Regions from separate parts of the Mus musculus genome. Here all the other regions are linked to region 6. A link is a contact called in public Hi-C, HiCAR-type, HiChIP or PLAC-seq and promoter capture Hi-C data. All regions are on one chromosome and are shown on one strand. The core of a region is the stretch at or near the end of the contact, and the rest is flanking DNA. Distances in the headings are between cores, read along the strand shown.

Evidence for each region. Promoter capture Hi-C pulls out the DNA fragments that hold promoters and counts their contacts. A called contact is a pair of places that touch in the nucleus more often than the background predicts. HiCAR-type assays count read pairs that join an accessible place to other places. HiChIP or PLAC-seq counts read pairs in DNA pulled down with a chosen protein or histone mark. Capture Hi-C pulls out chosen DNA fragments and counts their contacts.
Region 1: a contact with region 6 is called in a promoter capture Hi-C map of adipose tissue. The contact joins the promoter of Trim37 here to the promoter of Ppm1d in region 6. A contact is called at or near these places in 3 of 39 promoter capture datasets (hippocampal neurons, liver and pre-B cells) and 2 of 9 other capture datasets (adipose tissue and liver).
Region 2: a contact with region 6 is called in a Hi-C map of B cells, with 5 read pairs. The contact joins the promoter of Heatr6 here to the promoter of Ppm1d in region 6. A contact is called at or near these places in 1 of 39 promoter capture datasets (pre-B cells) and 1 of 484 Hi-C or Micro-C datasets (B cells).
Region 3: a contact with region 6 is called in an H3K27ac HiChIP or PLAC-seq map of microglia, with 5 times the contacts expected there. The contact joins the promoter of Ypel2 here to the promoter of Ppm1d in region 6. A contact is called at or near these places in 3 of 39 promoter capture datasets (hippocampal neurons, liver and pre-B cells) and 1 of 115 datasets of contacts at active chromatin or transcription factors (microglia).
Region 4: a promoter capture Hi-C map of liver shows a contact between it and region 6, with 4 times the contacts expected there. The contact joins the promoter of Smg8 here to the promoter of Ppm1d in region 6. A contact is called at or near these places in 2 of 39 promoter capture datasets (hippocampal neurons and liver).
Region 5: a HiCAR-type map of astrocytes shows a contact between it and region 6, with 2.7 times the contacts expected there. The contact joins the promoter of Ptrh2 here to the promoter of Ppm1d in region 6. A contact is called at or near these places in 3 of 39 promoter capture datasets (hippocampal neurons, liver and pre-B cells), 1 of 115 datasets of contacts at active chromatin or transcription factors (astrocytes) and 1 of 9 other capture datasets (adipose tissue).
Region 7: a contact with region 6 is called in a promoter capture Hi-C map of pre-B cells, with 4 times the contacts expected there. The contact joins the promoter of Prr11 here to the promoter of Ppm1d in region 6. A contact is called at or near these places in 6 of 39 promoter capture datasets (the 3T3-L1 cell line, the C10 cell line, hippocampal neurons and 2 more) and 2 of 9 other capture datasets (adipose tissue and liver).

The regions. Positions count from the first base shown.
Region 1 is chr11:87,125,703-87,128,402 of GRCm38.p6, forward strand. It overlaps Trim37 (tripartite motif-containing 37), which reads left to right and starts at 1,373. Exons shown (of 24, transcript NM_197987.2): 1 at 1,373-1,792. The coding sequence starts at 1,772.
Region 2 is chr11:83,752,187-83,754,943 of GRCm38.p6, forward strand. Heatr6 (HEAT repeat containing 6) reads left to right here and starts at 1,451. Exons shown (of 20, transcript NM_145432.3): 1 at 1,451-1,755. The coding sequence starts at 1,537. Wfdc21 (WAP four-disulfide core domain 21) reads left to right here. Exons shown (of 3, transcript NM_183249.2): 3 at 308-460.
Region 3 is chr11:86,992,398-86,995,203 of GRCm38.p6, forward strand. Ypel2 (yippee like 2) reads right to left here and starts at 1,365. Exons shown (of 5, transcript NM_001005341.3): 1 at 1,195-1,365. It overlaps Gm51915 (a long non-coding RNA gene), which reads left to right. Exons shown (of 3, transcript XR_003949754.1): 3 at 1-1,940.
Region 4 is chr11:87,085,505-87,088,204 of GRCm38.p6, forward strand. Smg8 (smg-8 homolog, nonsense mediated mRNA decay factor (C. elegans)) reads right to left here and starts at 1,273. Exons shown (of 4, transcript NM_024262.1): 1 at 1-1,273. The coding sequence starts at 1,249.
Region 5 is chr11:86,682,632-86,685,331 of GRCm38.p6, forward strand. It overlaps Ptrh2 (peptidyl-tRNA hydrolase 2), which reads left to right and starts at 1,443. Exons shown (of 2, transcript NM_001098810.3): 1 at 1,443-1,492. It overlaps Vmp1 (vacuole membrane protein 1), which reads right to left and starts at 1,205. Exons shown (of 12, transcript NM_029478.6): 1 at 1,109-1,205.
Region 6 is chr11:85,309,762-85,312,562 of GRCm38.p6, forward strand. Ppm1d (protein phosphatase 1D magnesium-dependent, delta isoform) reads left to right here and starts at 1,493. Exons shown (of 6, transcript NM_016910.3): 1 at 1,493-2,162. The coding sequence starts at 1,712.
Region 7 is chr11:87,107,448-87,110,147 of GRCm38.p6, forward strand. It overlaps Prr11 (proline rich 11), which reads right to left and starts at 1,267. Exons shown (of 10, transcript NM_175563.5): 1 at 1,194-1,267. Ska2 (spindle and kinetochore associated complex subunit 2) reads left to right here and starts at 1,814. Exons shown (of 4, transcript NM_025377.3): 1 at 1,814-1,857. The coding sequence starts at 1,825.

The DNA.
Region 1 (2,700 bases), core at 123-2,622, 1.8 Mb after region 6:
ATATGCTTTATAGCAAGTTCTAGGTCAGTGCAGGTGACATGGGAACATCAGCAAAAAGGTACAATTCAGGACACGTTAGTAAAATTATTCTGCAACTATCAGCCTGCATCTAGTTCAAAGACCATAAGTGGTTTGAAATGAAAGCCTTTTTTGCTTTTGGTTTTTCAATACACGGTGTCATTGTGTATCCCTGATTGTCCTGGAACTCCACCTGCCTCTGTCCCCCAAATGCTGGGACTAAACGAGTGCTCCACCATGCCCAGCTTGTGAAAGCATATTCTATCTCTACTTAATTAAATTATGTGTGTGTAGATTATTTTGGGTTATATTAATATATGTGCATGTGAGTGTGGGTGTTTTAGGTGGGCAGAATGGAGTTGGAGTATAGGCTGGAGACCAAAGGCAGGGTTAGAGAGTGGTCCTCCCCCGGAGTAGCAAGTATTCTTAACCTCTGGGCCATCCGTCCTACCTCCATAAATCTTGTTTATAGTTCATATAATTTTTAAAAAATGTTGCTAGTAACGAAAAGATTCTTTCTAGATTATCAATTCTCTGGATTGGGTTCATAAATAACTTTGTAATAAGCTTAAGAGAAGAATTAAGATTTAAGTATTTGACCAACGCCTTTTGTCTCACATACCCTCAATTTCTGCACCCTAACTGGTCTCTTCTGGAAGGAATTTAGAAGCGATTCCCTAGACTCTTTGTTAGTCCCCATAGCAAAAACAACTCAAGCTGCAAGAAAGCCTTAGTCGGTGGGATGTGGATCCAATTGTCTCACCAAAATGAGAAGACGTGGTACCTCTCCCCTGCAATCCTTACTTCCAGGAAGCTTGGAGACTTCACTATACGTCCAGTCTATCATGAACTAAAGAAACCTTGTCTCAAAATAACAGGTCAAGAGAAATCGCCGGTCCATTACAATTGGAGCTTTCAAATGCATTTACTATGGAGGGGGACTAAGTTTTTTTTTTTTTTTTTTTTTTTTTAAAGCTTAAAGTCTGCGTTTCCTCCCAGAGGCGGAAAGCAAACACTAACCAAGCAAGAGTTCCCGGCTCCAGGGTCTCCTTAGGTGACCCACAAACAATGGGAACGCAAATAAGACTCTCCGTCCCTTCCTAATACTCGGGAGCGTGGCTTCTTCCAATTAGGACGCACCAAGGAGCCTACATCACTGGCGGTAAAATCTGCGAGGCGAAGGGCACCGCGCCGACGCCCGACACGCCTCCCCGCGGCACCGCCTCTCCAAGTCTCGTGTGCTGCGCGCACCGCGGGAACCGGGCGCCCGCCTCTCCTCCCGCCCCGCTCCGCCCCGCCCCTCCCCTCCCCTCCCGCAACGCCGAGTGCGCGTGCGCATCGCGTCCGCCCCGTTGCCGCGCCTCTAGCTGCCCTGGTTACCGTTGGTGTTTGCGAATTCTCTGTGGCGCCTGTTCCGCCCCGGACGGGCCCCGCGGCGGTTTTCACACGCGCGCGCCGGCGTCACGTGGGCCAGGGCTCCCACGCGGACGCAGGCCAGCTGCTGAGGCGGGAGGAAGGCGTTGCGGCTACCGCTAGCCCTTCCCTCTCCGCCCCAGGGCTGGCGCGCGGATAAAAAAAAATGGCGAAATGCGGGGTAGCCGGTGGGGAACCCGACGGGATGGGGCGCGGAGGTGGCACTGTTGTGGGAGCCTGCTGAGGTGAGCGCAGCTGACCTGGCGACCTCGGGCCGGCGCCTGACAGCGCAGACACGGACTCCGAGGGTCGCCGAGGGCCCCGCCGAGAGCCGGAGGCAATGGATGAGCAGAGTGTGGAGGTGAGGGGCATCACGGAGGGTGGCGGCTGGGCTCCTTTTCTATCCGGGGCCCCATGCGCTCGCCCTCCCTGTGGGAGGCAGCCTCTGCGAGTCGCGGAGAGGGAGGCTGGCCCGGCGGTAGTGCTTCCAGCCCTCAGCATGCCCGGTGCTGAATCTGTTCCGCAGTCAGGTGCTGCGGAGCTCCAGCGATGCCTTGGCACCTGCTCTCGTCGCTGTTTGCAGGCTGAGCCTTTCTAGAGCAAAATTGCAAATTCATCGGAAGGACTTGCCCTGCTTTCTCGCCACGACTTGCTCTGCATGATTAAACATTTTTTTCACCCTCAGCGGTTCATTTTGTAGGACACACACACCTCTCTCACACTCGACTGACTTAAAGACTAGTAGTTTCCAGCATTGATTCTTGTAAGATGATTTCATGATTGGGGTATTTCCATAAAGGCTAGAATCATCAAAACGATTGCTTGGGGGCTGGGGGGCGTGAACCGTTCAGAGACTAAAGTACTACATGATTTTTGCTTTTTAAAAATAAGGGATAACTTACTGAGCATTGCTCTTGAGATTAACCCAGTTCACCCCCATGGTTTTATTGTCTTCCCAAAGCCAGTTAAGAGTCCGCATCTCTCAGGACCTGGTCTTGCAGTTATGACCATCAGTAATTTTCTACTTAATTGCTCTTGTGAAAGTTGTGTGAAGGTTTTGTAAACTTTTCTTGGTTTTAGGAGGGTTTAATTTTTCTGGAATGGAGTAAAAATAGACGTGGGTAAACTTCCCTGTTTTCAATTTTTTTTTAGTTATTAACTTAATGTCAATAGGGACACTCGCATTTATAGTGGCTGCAGATTTTCAGGCTCACATAATTAGTTGATTACATCAGGACAGAAATTCAGATTCTGAATTAGTTTGCCTCT
Region 2 (2,757 bases), core at 201-2,700, 1.6 Mb before region 6:
AGTGATCTTCCCCCCTCTGCTACCTCAAGGAGAACCAACAAGAAAGAAGACCCCACCGGGGCTGGCCCCCAGCACCAAAGTGTTCATGTTCAGAGTATTTATCTATCCAGCCCACCTGTAGTGCTTTCTGGCTTTCTGATGGTGCTATGGATTTCCAGCATCAAGATCTAATGTTTCTCATTGCACTCTGGGCAGTAGCCAGGTACCCAAAACAGCAGGTCTCGTGTATAATTTTTATATCTATTTCTCCAACAAAGAATTTTCTCAAAGGCCATCTTCCCTGATTACTGTTCATTTCTTCCTATAGCTTCTACCTGGAAAAAAAAATGTGTCTGTTTGGAGCTCTGTGACCAAGAAAACAGTTGAAAATGGAGGCCATGTATGGAGATTACAAGCAGCACAGTGGAGTGGGACAAGGAGTTGTTTCTTTTAATAAATCATTAATGTAAAAGTCTCAACACTTCTTGAGTTATTTTCTTGGAGGTTGTTATGGTTTGAATATGACACGTCTCCCTGGTCCATAGTTGATTGTACTGTTTGGGAAGAAGGGGCCATGCTGGAGGAGATAGGTCAACGGGGTATTTTGTCCTGGGCTTGACATGTTTCTTGTTGTTTCCTGGTTGCTTTAGGTGAGAAGCCTCAACCAAATACCCCTGCTGTCACGATCATTCTCCTTTACTACAAAGCAGCAGATTCAGTCAAGCATAGCCTTAAACCACCTAAAATAGTGCACCAAAAAATTAATAATAATAATAATAATAATAATAATAAATCCTCCTTCCTTTAAACTGTTCCTCTCAGTTATCTAATCCTAATCGTGAAAAAGCTACTAATGTCAATACGTTAAGTTTTTGTCTTAGTCAGGGTTTCTATTCCTGCACAAACATCATGACCAAGAAGCAAGTCAGGGAGGAAAGGATTTATTCAGGTTACAATTTCCACATTGCTGTTGATCGCCAAAGGATGTCAGGACAGGAACTCAAGCAGGTCAGGAAGCAGGAGCTGATGCAGAGGACATGGAGGGATGTTACTTACTGGCTTGCTTCTTCTGGCTTGCTCAGCCTGCTCTCTTATAGAACCAAGACTACCAGCCCAGAGATGGTCCCACCCACAAGGGGCCCTTCTCCCTTGATCACTAATTGAGAAAATGCTCCACAGCTGGATCTCATGGAGGCACTTACTTCCCCAACTGAAGCTCCTTTCTCTGTGATAACTCCAGCTTGTGTCCTATCAGAACATCAAGAGTAGAAGGAAGCCATATAGCTCACTTTTCTGTCACTGCCATGTAGAAGAGTGCTCTCCAACTCCAGCCAGAATCTGAAACTCTAGCAACGTCAGCCCTGCCCAAGAGCAAACTTTCTGAGAGGGTAAGGGGTGGTGGGTGGCCTTATTTCTGCTGCCTTTTACCTATCCTAATCACAGAACGACTTGCAACCTACAGTTCAAATGATGGCTTTCCGGAACTGGAGCACACACCCAGGCCCTGCCCCAAGCGGTGCCCCGGAAGTATTTCCCAGGCTTTCTCACGGAGGAAAAATGGCGGCGGTGCAGGTCGCCGCCTCTCTTCCTTGTGGGCAGCCGCGAGAGGCCCCGCGGGAACTGTCGCCGGAGCAGGACGATGGGTTCCGCCGCTTGTCTGCCAGGCTCCGCGCGCTGCAGCCGGATGACAGCACCGTGTCCCGCATGGAGATTCACCTGCTCTTCGACCAGCTCATCTCCGAGAACTACAGCGAGGGCGGCGGCGTGGCCCCCGAGGTAGGCGGCGCGCCTCATCCTGCCCGGACAACGGCTGGTTCCTCCCTCCGGCCCCTCCGGCTCTCACCCACGTCCCGGATGACTTAGTTCCAGGCTGGCTTTCTCCCTCGGTCCGTGCCATATCTCTCTGCCCTCCATCTGAAAGCTTGCAAGCCAGCATCTTTTCAAAGGCTTCTGCTCTGACGCCCTCAGCTGCCATCCCTGGTGAGCGACTCCGGGAATGTCGGAGCGAGGGTAGTCTTAGTTGATTTCGCTGATGTACGCACTGAAGCTCACAAGAGATCCAGCGTCACGGTTTGGGCAAATGGCAGAGCTAGATTGGAACCTAAATTTGTCGTAAGGCCTGTATTTTCTGTTTTGTTTCGGCACTAGCTCTCGTTTGCTTCCACTTCTCCTGTCAGGATCATCTCATTCATACACATCCGCTCTTGTATATCACTGATTCCCAGAACCCCTGAGCCAGTCCTACCTGCGAGCATCTCAAACTTGATAGCTCGTATAGATGAATACATTGTCTCCCATACTCCTAATCCCCTATTCATTCTACCCTACCCCACCCCAAATACACACAAGGCATGCACACTGCTTCTTTTCTTTACCCTGGAGCCTGTTGGATTAAAATTCTTCAGTCTGTCTCAAACATGTTTCTCAGTTCACACTCTTCTCTCCCTAGTCTCTCACTGATCTTCCTCTATTCTAGCCCCATTCCAGACTATTCTTTGCCAGAGTCTGCTATTGGAAAAACAAAAACAAAAAACAAACAAAACGCATACAAGTGTACGCATAATCAGAGATTTTCTATGTATATTGGCAAATGGCAGAAGCAAGCGGCCAAACAGTAAGAGAAAAATATGGGGCTTAAGGATGTAAAGGGGAAAAGAATCCCGAGCAGCTCACCACGGATAAGGGAGCAGAGTGGAACTAAGTGAAATTAAGGGAGCTTTTTATTTATATACTTGGCTATTTTGCACAACAACAACAACAAAATGTGTGCCTTTCCAT
Region 3 (2,806 bases), core at 115-2,614, 1.7 Mb after region 6:
TGCTAAGAAAGCTGATGGACTGAACTCAGGTAAAACCTACAGCAGTGTGTGCCAAAAGGAAAAGCAACCCAATCTTACTGACCAGATCCTGTAAACCCCCAAACCAGGCAGACTACTGCAGAGCCTCAAGCATGAGGTTTACTGTAATTCCTTTGTGCCTCTAATGTTCTGTAAATGGGGTTCAGAAAAGTAATCCCTAGGCTTGTTGTTCAGTGCTCTGGACAGGGAGCCCATCTTGCGAGAACGAAGACAAGCATGAGGAACAAAAGACTAATAGGACTCCAACTCAGTGGCTCAAAGACCCTCCAACGTGGCAACAACAAATCAACAAGGAAGCCAAAAAGCAGGGCTCCGGCGCATTTGCCATTTCCAGCAGCCGGGCCGTGGAAGGCTAGGCAAACCGGAGGATGCTCGCTCAGCTTTTTAAAAACTGTGGGTAAAAGTGAAGTCAGAGGTGGCAGGCAGTTCTTTGCACGAGGGGTCCAAAGCAACAGTGCTTCCCCCTAAGTGCCAGCCAGGAGACGGGTGTAAGGTTCCACTGTTTCGGAAAAAAAAAAAAATCACCCGAAGGGAGTCAGCAACCAGGCAGGTAAACTTGAAGCAGGAAGAGAGGCAGGAGCCAGCTGCGGGAGGGACTCTCCGCAGAGGCCCCCGCAGCGAGTCTGGCAACAGAGTTCGTGCCCACCCCTTGGCAAGGCCGCAGGGGAGGCGCCGGGAAGCGTCCAGGCAGGAACTCGCTGTGGTTCCCTTGGCTTGGGGCTGCCGAAGCGCTCCGGGGACTTTAGAGGGCGACGTGCCCCAGACCCAACTATCTCAATGGAGACATCGACCATACAGCCGGGTGCCGCCGGGTGCCATCCGTGGGGGGTGGGTCACGCCGAACAAGGGAGGCGTTGGCGCTCAGGTCTCTGGGTCCCCATATTTGCCAGGCGGCTCGTCGCCACCCGCCGAGTCCCGAACCCGGAGCGCGCGCCAGTGTTTGTAAACAAACCGGTCACGTGGCTGCAGCAACCCGTTCCCCGCCCCTAGCACCCCGGGAACCTTCGGGGAGCCCCCTCGGGACCGCGACAGCACCGCCCCAGCCGAGCCCGGCTGCACGCAGCCCAGGAGCCCGACCGTCCCCAGGGCGCACAGCCCGAACTGGAGCGGAATGCGCCCCACGCCCACGCGAGCCCAGCTCGAGATCCCTCATACCTGGCGGTAGGCTGCCCGGTCCGGCCAGCGCCGGGCTCTCCGGAGTGCTTGGCGATGAAGGACTGCACGGCTGACTCTAGCGCTCCCTGCGCGCTCTTAAAGCCACAGTCTCCGCCACCGCCGCCGCCACTGCCGCTCCGCATCCCTCCGAATCCGGGCTGGGGGCTTGCCGGGTGACAGACGCGCCCCCGCGCCTATCCCATCGGCTCAGCACATAGCAACACGCCACTGGTTGGCCCTGCACGGCCGCAGCCCATCCGCCAGGAGCCAATCACTGGAGGACGGAACTCCGCCCCTGCTTTCCCTGCCTCCCGCCCCCAACCCCCACCCGCCCCTCGGCCCTGGCGGGGCGCGCGTGCGAGGAGTGTGGCAAGGTCTGGGTCCCGCCAGTCCTGGCAGCTGGCGGGCAGGGCTGGGAGAAGAGGTGATTAGAGTGGGGGAGCTCTCTGAGATAGGAGCCTGTTTGTCTGGCTTTACTGGGATTCCCAGGACCCGGGGTTATGTTGGGAAGTGGGATTTACAGTGCTTTTGTTTTGAGAACCTAGATAGTAATTCCTCGCTCCACTTTTTAAGCCACTCCTGACCCAGAGCCTAAGTTACTAAAAGTGACCCGCAGAGTTCAAGGCAGGTGTATTTAGTAAGATAGTACCAGTCTCGTCATGCCCACCCATGCCCTGCTCAGAAGCGGAGATTCTCTATTTCCTCTGCCCTGCTCGAAATTTCCTAATTAAAACTAGGAAAGGGTTGTCTGGTGTGTTCGAGTCCCTGGGTTGGATCCCCAGTACTGAGAGTGGAAGAGCATAGAGAAAGACTATAGAGAAACTGGGATCCCTATTGCTAATGGTTAGTGAGGTCTATTAGCAACAGAAAATACAATAAGAGTAGTCAAGGTGACCAAAAGGGAGGAACTGGCATTCTGGGTCAGTGGGGTGGTGCTTTTCAAGGAAGAGAGGGTTAAAAAATAAACTCATGACAGTCGGGAAGTCCAGGGAGGCACCAGGTGGGTGGAGTGGGGCAGAGTCTTCCTACCGGAAAACAGGTCAATTTGATAAAAGAATTTCTGCGGGGGGGGGGGCGGGGGAGACACGGCAGACCCACCCTTTTTTCTAAGACACTGGGATTCTGAATGGTGTTGGGGCAAAATACATGTTTTCATTGCTATTTTAGAAGAGAAAAAAACACAAGGTAATTGGACAAGGTGGTTCTCTGCTTTATAGCCCAATTATAACCCAAGGCTTGGGAAGTGTTAGAAGTTTAAGGTCATTCTTGGTTAGATCGGTCCAAGCTAGCCAGGTTACTGAAAAAGAGAAAAAAAAAAAGTTCATGCGGGGTTGGGGTGCTGAAGGAGGCCCAGGAACCTTTGGTCTCCTATCTGGCAGCAGTTTACACACAAACCCAGGCTGGTATTTGGGTAGATCCCCGGGTGACTCAAAAACGTCACCTGTCACTCCACCCAGCTGTTTTTAATACATATGCAATCAACTAAATTGTCTTCAGTGAATGTACATCGCATGGTTAGGGATGAAAAAAAGTCCCAACGTTAGTAAGAACAAAACCACTCATTTTTGCCGGCAGATACCGGTTTCAGTGTAGGGGCACTGTCAATATTTAC
Region 4 (2,700 bases), core at 23-2,522, 1.8 Mb after region 6:
GCTGCCACAGGAATTCTCGAAGAGTGAAATCCACTAGCTGGCCTGAAGAACTCGAGGTGCTGCTATCAATGTGGAAGGAGAGCTGTTGGCGGCTGTGCTGTCTCATCGCTTGGTACCGCCTAGGTCCAGAAAGGGGTGCGGGCACCAACAACGATTCTGGGTCTTTCACGGTACAATGGCTCCTAAGCTGGTCCAGCAACATGCCAATTGGGTCCTCCTCCTGGCTTCCGGGGACTATGTACACAAAAGCTTGGTTGGCAGGTACCGTAAAGAGGCAGTTGATACTCTGATTAGTCAAGACTCGACTCTTGCGAAAGATTCTATAGATCTGGTCCTCCAGGGCATGCTGCAGCCTTCTTTTGGGAGAGTGCTTCTTGGGTTTATCTGGATGAGCTGTATCCTGGCTCCGAGGCGGTTCCACCTTAAGGGCCCCATTGAGTTGAAAGAGGAAGAGGAGTCTAGGTGGGCAAGGTCGGCAGTTTAACTTCCAGTCTTTGCCAACTGGGCAATCCTTAATGGCTGTTTTGAGGAGGGGTAGTACTTTCTGTCTCAGTCCATCCAGGGCTCTGAATACACGATCATAAGTGATGTCAAAGGAACACGTCGGATGGACCAGGAGCAAGATATGACAGACAGAGAAGAGGTAAAGGAGGCTGAGACACTGTAACTTCTCCTGATGCTTCCAGAACTCGTGTGTTTCTGCATGAGGTAAAGAGAGGCCCCCTCCGGCTTCACCGCTCTGGAGGGCCCGACAAGCACGCAGAAGCTGTGAGTTGTCACAGATGGAAGTGAGAATAAGATACAGAACTTTGCTTTCCTGATTGTAATAGGCCTGCAAAAGACTGAAGTCCTGGGGACCTGGCTCAGCTCGGTTACCTTCCGCCGTAGCCATACCTCCGCGAAGTGAATCCCCGGCTGCAGCCCCGGGGTCTCCGGCTCCTCCCGCCTCTCCGACAGAGACAGCTTTGGTCTTGATTCCAGTTCCTGGATCTCCAGGATCCTGATGGTGAAAGAGTGGGAAAACCTGTCGATCGCACACAGTATTCACCAGAGAGAACTTCTCGGAGTTGAGGCGCAGAGCCGTCTTGCCGAAGATTCCCACCACGCAGATCTCATCCTCCCTCCACGGGGGCTCGGGCGTGCCAGCCGCGTTTCCCCCGCCTTCAGCGGAGGGGCCTCCAGGACTCTCAGAGCCCAGCCAGGCCGACGCCCCCATGAGCAGCTCGCGCAAGCTGACCGGCCCCGCCATGGCGGAGAAAGAGCTTCCTCTAGCGTTCTTCCGGTCCCTCGCTGATCCCAACCCACCCGGTCCTATTGTGAAATCCCTCCTCCGCCTGTTAGTCCTTGAGTTCCGGGTGTCTGTCCCTCCCCCCAACACTCCCTTCCACCCCTTTGCCTTTTCGTGTCCCTTGCAAGGTCTTAGCGCTACGTTTACTCAACTCGAGTTTAAGATATCGAAAGCTAGATTGGTTGCCGTTTCAGTTTTAAAGAATACGCCAAAACCCACAACAGTTCCAACTGATTCTTCTAACAGCTCAGCGTGGGTGGTTGATCATACTCTCACCTTTTCTGAAGACTGAGGCAGGAGAATTTCTTAATTTCTTTTTCTTTCTTTCTTTCTTTCTTTCTTTCTTTCTTTCTTTCTTTCTTCCTTCCTCCTTCCTCCTTTCCTCCCTCCCTCTCCTCTCTCTCTCCCTCTCCTTCCTTCCTAACTTCCTTCCTTCCTTCCTTCCTTCCTTTCTTCCTTTCCTCCTTTCTCCCCCATGCCCCCATTCTACCTCTTAAATGCTGCGATTAAAAGCATGCACCACTACCACCCAGCAAGGAAGAAGGATTCTTGAGCACAGCAGCTGTGCTAGCCTGATAACATACCAAGACCCTGTCTCCATAAAGAAAAGAAAACAAAAAAGAAAGGACAGGAGGGAGGAGCGAGAGCACCAAACACATTGTTGCACTTCTGTGATTCCAACATTCAGATATTGCTCTTACAGAGAAAAGGAGCTCTTGTTTTGCAGCACCCATGGCCTGCAAAACACACACACACACACACACACACACACACACACACACACACACTCCAAAATTAATCTTTAAGAAATAGAAGACGTGGAGGTGGAGAGCTACGTGTCTAGTATGCAGGAAGTCCTGTGTTCTATCCTCAGCACCAGTATAAACTGGGTATAGTGGCCCATGCTGCAAACCCAGCACTTGGGAGGTGCCAGAATGATTAGAAGTTCAAGATCATCCTGAGCTATGTCTCAAATTCAATGCCAGTCTGAACTGTAAGAAAACTGTAAGTCGTGGTGGCACGCTCCTTTAATCCCAGCACTCCGGAGGCAGAGGCAGGCGGATTTCTGAGTTCAAGGCCAACCTGGTCTACAGGACAGCCAGAGCTACACAGAGAAACTCTGTCTCGAAAAACCAAAAAATAAAAAAATCTGTTTCAAAACAAAAAGATAAACATCAACAAAAGAATTGTAGAAAATTCTAGGGAGGCAGAGGCAGGTGGATCTCTGAACTGAATTTGAGGCCAGCCTGGCCAACAGACTGAGTTCCAGGACAGCCAAGGCTACCCAGAGGAACTCTGTCTCAAACAAACAAACAAACCAATTGTGGAAAATTAATCTAATAATTTAGCATAGTGGAAATATGAATAAGTGTGCGTGTGTGTTGCTGGGGATCTAATTCATGTCTTTGTGA
Region 5 (2,700 bases), core at 193-2,692, 1.4 Mb after region 6:
TCACCTCCAATACAAAAATACAGCGTAGTAAATAAGCTTCTTCCCTAAAATCAGACCCAAGGACAACACAATTCTCAGACAATAACAGCTGGAATATAGCCGGACCCAGCACTCGGGAGGCAGAGGCAGGTGGACCTGGTCTACAGAGCAAGTTCCAGAACAGCCGGGGCTACACAGAGAAACCCCATCTCAAAAAATGAACTAAAACAGTTGGAATTAAATTCTTCATTAGGCCAAGAGAAACACTGGAAAAGGTTCTCTAAATGATCAATCTGTCTACGAAACCTCTCACAAGCGTCAAGAAAGAACTGAAAGGTAAGGAATGACATTGCCAATAGACACATACACAGCCGATCTATGCATTCCTGGATTCTTTGCTGGAGTAGAAAAGCAAAAGATGTTTACATAAAATCAACTGGAGGTCATAAGCAACCCATAGCTGCCTAACCCGCTAAGCCCATACACTGTTTGGAATCGTAAAGACCTTTAAGTCCCTATCTTGCTGCAAGTACTTCCACTGCGGGGAAATAAAAATGTTGGGGATCAAGGTTTTGGAAAAAGCGGAGAGCCCTCTTTTTTTTTTTTTTTTTTTTTTTTTTAAATGACAGTCCTAGGAAAAGCTGAGTGGGTCCACAGCAATAACTCTGAGAGGTAATGACCCCTTCCTTTGACTACTCTGCACTGTCGGTACACCCGAATACCTTCGTTTCTCGGAGATATACTTAGCATACTGCGCTAGTGGCCCGGGAGGAGAAAAACCCATTGAAAGGTCCTGAGAATCAGCAGCAGCGAAGACCCTCTTCATTTAACCCAAGGCTCTGGACAGCTCGGGAGTGAGGTTCTCTGAGAAAGCCAAAGCCGGCTTCCAGGTCTGGAACGAACTGTCGCGAGTGTCTGGGTTCAATGTCCCGGTAACCAAGCGCGGAGAGGTGTCCCACATAACCTGGCCACCGCCAGCTGACACAGCCAGTCAGCAGTGACCTGAGCCATCTCAAGTGGAAACCAGCGTGTTCTGCGTCTGCATCACCCAAGTGCGGGAGCTGCGGAAGCGGCCGAGCTGTGGGAAAGCTCGGCTTGGGCTCCGGACTCCCCGCTTTCGCTCACCTACCCGCTCAGACCCCGGCTTCTCCGGATCGCAGGATCCTGGAAGCGGCTCACAACACCGACTCTCACACCCGCCGCTGGGCTCCAGCCAACCGGAACTCGCTCGCGTCACTTCCGGTCCGGCTCCTTTAAGGAGCCCGCCTCCAAAAGAGAAACGTTCCCCCACCCCCACCCCCTCCTTTCGGCCACCGGGAGGTTCCTCGCGGGATTTCGGTTCGGCTTTCTCGGTTCGGGCTCTGTGGGTGTGACAAGAAGAAGGATGACTGCGCTTCGTAGTTTCTGATCCGGAACTAGTTTTTCAGGAAACCCGGAAGGAGTAGGTGGCGCGCGCGAAGCGTGTTCCTTGTTCTGGCTTGGAGACCTGCGAGGTGAGCGAGACGAGCTCCAGGTAAGTCTCGACTCCTTCTAGGACGGTGCAGAGGAGTGTAGTTCTTAATGGCTCTACTGAAAAGCATCTTATCATCTTACCCCACGGTCGGCCTCCCCCTAGCTACTTCATAAATTGTCTTCCGCCCCGTGGCTGCTGCCTGCCTTGCCTACTCTGCAAACCTTTGGAAGAAGCCAAGATAGAACCCAGAATTTTAGTCGCTGGCAACACCTCCTCTTAGAGGTGGCATTGATACGCTACCCTAGCGTGAAAAAAATGGAGAACAGGCCTCACACTATACATTTTAAATATCCGTCTTCGAATTGTTGAGCCCAGCTTGGAAAAGGAAAAGAATTCTAAAGATGGATTCAAAAGTATTTTTATTTATTGGTATTGCGGTGCATGCACGTTGTGCATGGTGAGCAAAGCGCTCTACTCTGAAGCTATTGTTAATCTCATGGATTCGAAGTGGAAGACCACTGACCCAAATCATGGCCAGATTAATTAAAGCAAACTTTTTATTATTATTATTCGTTTACACGGACTATTTCTCCCAAAAGGCAGTGTTCAAGAGATCAGCACTGGACATGGGGAAAATAAGGATTTTTATAGTTCAGGAGTATTGGTTTCCAAATGGGGGATTTGGCATATAAACAGTGTTAATAGCAGCGGAAAGTGAACATAAGTTGGTCATAACAACCCTCTGAAGTAAGACATGGTTGCAAGGTGGTCAGTAATAGCCTTTGGAAACAAAGGCATAGTTGCCGTTTCCAGGAAAAGGCAGATCAAGAATATTTAGCCATATGTTGCTCTGTGACACTAATCTCTACCACATTGGACAGCATAGGGACAGACAGAAGGGCCAACTATGTACGTGTGTGTAATATTATCCATATTTCCAGGCAAATAGGTAGTTTTGCTTAGGAGACTGCAAACTGTGAGAAAGGTCAGGTGAGCAGTGGGTGGAAGTTGAGTTAAATAACTCAGAGGAAGGTTTAAAGTTTTAAAAGTCAGCAGGGAGTGGTGCACAAAACTCAAGAATGAAACACAAAAAGAAAGAACTGTGGTAGCAATGACAGCCTGTCTGGTTCTTTAGCAGTTTGGATAGAATAGTATATTACCCATCCTGTAATAGACGCTATGTAGAGACGTTAACTTTCCCCAAATCTGATTTGCTTATTTTACAACCTAGAAATTGTGAGGACTCCTAATTCTACCTGGCAGGCAGC
Region 6 (2,801 bases), core at 243-2,742:
GATAGATGGTGGTTGGAAGCACTGGCTGGATTTCCAGAGGACCCAGGTTCAATTTTCAGCACCTACAAGGCAGCTCACAACTGTATGTAACTTCTGTTCCAGGAAATCTGACTCCCTCACACATACAGGCAAAACACCAATGTACATAAAAAAAAAGTAATTAAAAAAAGTTAAGGCCCAGTTATTTCAGAATGCTGTTTTAGGGGAGTGGAGAGATGGCTCAGTGGTTAAGAGCCTGCACTGCTTTTTGGTTTGGAGCGCCTATCTGGCTCACAACCACCTGTAACTCCAGTTGTAGGCGGAGGGTTGGGACTCCACACAACATCCACAGAGATACACACATAATGAAAATGAAATAAATATTTAATGACAATTTTAAAAGGAATTGTCTTGGGAGGTATAGAAACTGTTGTTGAAAGGCAGGCCAGCATAAAGCCTTTCCTTGTTGTTTGCATTTCCCATGCTGCTGTAAATAAGTTTCCATTACGCTTTTTGTGAAATCTCAAAGGCTGTACAGAAAATAATAAAGGAACACGTTGACTCCCTCAAAAGAATATGGTGCTAAGAAAATATTAAGTTGATCACTCGAGAACTTATTTCAATTTCGTGGAAATCAGTCTAAAAGCATTCATTTTGTTGTTGGGACTGTCAACTTCTGTGAACGGAGGGAAATAACCGTGTCTTTAGGGCATGGAGATCCTGTTGTATGCTCCTTTTCCAAACGGTAACTTAGATTCTGCAGTAATAGCTGTATTCAAGACGAGTCCGAAAAAGTATTAACGACGCTGAAAAGAGGAAGAAATATGCAAAATACTTAAAAAAAAAAAAGGGCTGTAAAGTGTTAGGAATTAAACTCGCCGACAGGTCTCCGACCTAACGTTATCGCGGAAAACAGGGCTGTGCAACTGGCGGTGGAAAATTCCAAGTCTTCTTAAGTAAACCCGACTGCTTCCCTTAACTCCCAGCCGGACAAGTCCCACCCAAGCCAGTTCACGCGTGCTACGCTGGTCTAGCGCACGGACCAACGACTTTGCAGGGCATTTTCGCGCCATTTCGCTTGAAATAAGTGGAAGGTCAAGTCTACCTTTGACCTCTGCAAATTTTCCACAATCGCGGGAGGCAAAACTGGCTCTGCAAAAGGACCAAAGGGGAAAAGCCAGAAGTCTCACGTTAGGGATTTAAGGGGAAAAAAAGATGACAGGTTGAGGCTTCAGCCGCTTAGTAACAGCGGAAAACCCCCAGGGTACAGAAGCCCTAGGCTGGAGAAAACAAACCGGGCAAGGAGCGCGCTCCCCCGGTCGGCGGGCCGAGCGAGATCAGCGGTTGCAGAGAGATGCGGGGGTGGAAGGAGGGCGGGGGCGAGCTTGCTCTTCTTGACTCCTGATTGGTCTGTCTCAGCGAGCCGAGTGACGTCATCAGGAGAAAGGGGGGGAAAGAACGTCTGATTTGTATGGTGGGCGCGGGCGGGCGGGGAGCGAGTTCAGTGCGCAGGCGCAGCTGCTCGGCTCCTCTCGCCCGCGACTCGACCGGCCCAGCTCTCGCGGACAAGTCCCGACATCACGCGCCCCCCCCCACCGCCGCGGGGACCGCCTCCTCTTCACTCTCGGCTTCGTCGAAGATAAACAATAGTTGGCCGGCGAGCGGCGAGTGTGTCTCCCGCCTCGGAATTCGGCGGGCTGCGTGGGAACGGCGGGATCCCGGGCAGCCGGCCATGGCGGGGCTGTACTCGCTGGGAGTGAGCGTCTTCTCGGACCAGGGCGGGAGGAAGTACATGGAGGACGTAACTCAGATCGTGGTGGAGCCCGAGCCGGCTGCGGAGGACAAGCCGGCGCCGGTACCGCGGCGGGCGCTCGGGTTGCCGGCGACCCCCACTCTCGCCGGCGTCGGGCCATCGGAAAAAGGCCCGGCGGCGGCCCGCGACCCTGCCCCGGACGCCGCGGCCTCGCTACCCGCTGGCCGCTGCTGTCGCCGCCGCTCTTCGGTGGCCTTCTTTGCAGTGTGCGACGGGCACGGCGGTCGGGAGGCGGCACAGTTTGCCCGGGAGCACTTGTGGGGTTTCATCAAGAAGCAGAAAGGCTTCACCTCGTCCGAGCCCGCCAAGGTGTGCGCTGCCATCCGCAAAGGTTTCCTCGCCTGTCACCTCGCCATGTGGAAGAAACTGGGTAAGTTCCCCGCCCGCCTCTTTTTTTCTTTTCTCCCCTTATCCCCCTGGGCTTTTTATAGCATCAGCACCGCGTGGGCCTCCCCGGTACCAAGAGCGCTATCCATCAAGCGACGCTGTCCAACAAGGGATGCGAGTGAAGACTGTCATGGTTGGAGTTCTAGGCACACCGAGTGGCCTCGGAAACGCTAGGATGGCTTGTCTCCCAGCAACCGCTCCTTGCATTATCTCCTCCCTCCTACGATCAGGGGGCAACAGTCTCCCCTCTCCCTTCGCTAATTCACTTTGGTAGCAGCACGCTCAGAAGTGTTTGAATGCCGGCGCCAGATTGTAACCGAGGGATAAATTTAAGAAACGTTTCTACACGGGCTAGGTGAAAGAAGCAGGAGGTGGCAAGAATTGGAGCGTTCCCTTAGCATCTGTCATAATTTTGTTCTTGTTGGGCTTGTTCCTCTTGGTTGCCTCCTACCGGTGGTGTCACTTCTTCAGATTGACCTGAATGGCTCTGGCTCGATGTAAGTCAATTTAGAAGGGCTGAAGTGTAACATAGGCAACTTACTTTTGTGATAGTGTTTTGGGGTAATCCCTTGAATTGTTTATGAGAAAGGTGTGCAACGTGTTAAATATTAAATTGGCTCCA
Region 7 (2,700 bases), core at 17-2,516, 1.8 Mb after region 6:
GGTTTGTTTTAAGACAGGTACTTTGAAGCCAGGCAGTGATGGTACACGCCTTTAATCCCAGCACTTGGGAGGCAGAGGGAGGCGGATTTCTGAGTTCATGGGCAGCCTGGTCTACAGAGGGAGTTCCAGGACAATTGGGGCTATACAGAGAAACCCTGTCTCGAAAAACCAAAACCAACCAGCCAACCAACCAACCAAACAAACAAAAAAGACAGGTATTTTGAAACACTTAATAGTACTTAAAATATTTCTGTTTTATATTTAAATATACATCCTTATCTGAAAAAATAAAATTTAAAAAAGTCTGGGTTAGTTGTTGATACACAAGCTCCTGTCTCAGAACAATATAATTAGTCTTCTTCATGAGTTGACACTGCTGGTTCTTTAAGAACTCCATCAGTTATATGGAAAGGTCTTTGGCCAGGGGCACTTCTAAAACTGTAGCAGCAGCATAAGTGACAGATTTACTTCATCATCACTATTCTAAAACACATGTTTTACATCCCCCTCTAGTCAATTTAATTTCCATCATCAGTTTAGTTGGTTTGCCTTGAATGCTGAAGCATGATCTCTGCCATTGTCCTATAGTCAATTTTGTTTTAAGTCGTGAAGCATTGCTATCCCCAACCCCACCCGGTTCTTCCCTGTGTCTTTCTCAGAGTGACCACAGGTCCTTAGTCTTACCCAGCACACTACTAGACACACAGTAAAAGGGGTATACTTTTAAAGTAGATGTCAGAAGTCATTTTGCATCATGGAACACTGTAAAATTACCTGACATAAAATACTTCTCCATAAACGTAAATGCGCTGAAGAATGGCTGGGGAGAGCATCTGGTTAAATAAACATTGTGATAGGAAATTTGGGTAGATTCCTATAATTTGCATTTTTCGCTAGCGCCCAGAGAAGCCAATTACCGCCAGTCGGTGGGCCCCCTTTGAGAAGCAAAAAGTTACGACAAAGACTGAGCAAAAAGGCAATCACTTCAAACTATATATTGCAGTGTTAAATAAAAAATGTGTCTCAGATGTTGCCAGCGGAGCTCTTCTCCTGCCCGAAACCTTTCCTTTTCTGCTCCATCTCCCTTCCCTGTCCAGCTCAAGACCCCACCTCCATAAGAACCCAGTCATCAACAGTTCGAGTAACGGAAGACGGGACCAGGTAACAAAGAGAAAAAACGTCGTTGCACTTACTAGTCTAAGAGCCTGGGGATTAGACGAAGTTCGGGCCTAAGCCTCTTCCACACCATAAAGAAAATTTCAAAATTAAATCTTTGCCGACGAGCGACCAATCGTAGACGTGGTCTCTACAGGGTTCGTTGTCTTGAAAGGATCAAAGCACAGCTTGGACTACGATTGGCCAAAAGAGCATCACATCCTGGCCAATCGGAACTGAGGCGCTTCTTGTATGAATAAGGAAAGGCGGGCGAGAAGGGGCGGGGAAGCCGGAGAGAAAAGGAGGTGTGTCACGTCGCCTAGGCCCGCAGTGGAAGCTTTTATGTCATTGGCTGCTGCTGCTTCCGAGTACACCAATCGCAAACTCTTTTCCAAGTATGAACTTGAAAGTAGGGACCATAAGGCAGCCAATGGAAAAATTCATATATTCAGCAGCCAATCCCCCTGCGGCGTTTTGTGTCTTTGTCCAACAGGAAAGTGCGTTTTATAACGAGGGGCGTTACCCAGGCGCCAATGGGCGGGCGCCGATGGAACGTACTAGCCAATGAGCGCAAGACGTTGAGTGACAGCTGTCCAATGGAGGGCCTCAGTGCTAGCACGGCTTACAGCTTAAGCGCCTCAGCGGTCTGAGGAATGTCAACTATTCAATATGGAGGCGGAGGTCGATAAGCTGGAACTGATGGTGAGTGGAGAGTGAAGGAAACCTACTGGGTAATTAATGTGCTCCACCGATGGCCTAGAAGGTGAAGCGCATTTTAGAGTCTCCTGAAACTGGGTTGTGGAAGCTGGAACCTGAATTGAGTTCCTTCTTTCTGCACCTACGGGAGCTACCGCCGCCTTGGTCTCTTAACCGCCGCGGGGGAAGGGGTTACATCCGGGGAACTCGTGAGGGAAATGGCGGGAGATGTTGAGGGTGTGGGGCCTTTGTAATTCCCTGGTCCTGGTTTTCTCCTTCATCGGCTCCAGGAGCCGCGCCCGGCACAGATACCGCCTCACGAATTTCTACCTTCCTTGCCCAAGCGTGACTGGAACGGTCTTTAATAGCTCGGAGGAGGAGAGAGGTCGTTTACGTCTCCCGAAAAGGGGGATGGAGGATGAGGTGGGGCAGAAGTCTAGGGGCGCGGAGAAATTCAAGTCCACCATGCACCTACTCGCAGGCGAGCTGGGACAGTCTGAAAGAAGATGCTAGACTTGCACGAGAAACTTGCCCGCGGTTCCGCAGACTGGGCTCTTTGCGGCTTGGGAGAGGAGCCGCCGCGGGGACCGAGCCTGGAGCTCCTTCCCGGGGCGCGAGCGGCGTTGCCCCAGGCCCGGCTTTCTGCTTCCTAGATGCTCAATTCCTTTCCTCTGTGCAAGGAGAACCCTGGACGAAGGCCCTCAGCGGCTGCGGGCAAGGCTGGAGTGCACTGAGCGTCCAGCCGAGTGGCCTTGTCATTCTCCATCAGTGTTCTCTTTATTCCCGCCCTCCCATCCTTCCACTGCCCGCTAGATCGCCGCGCCTTTTTTCTTAGTTTTCTTGTTCTGT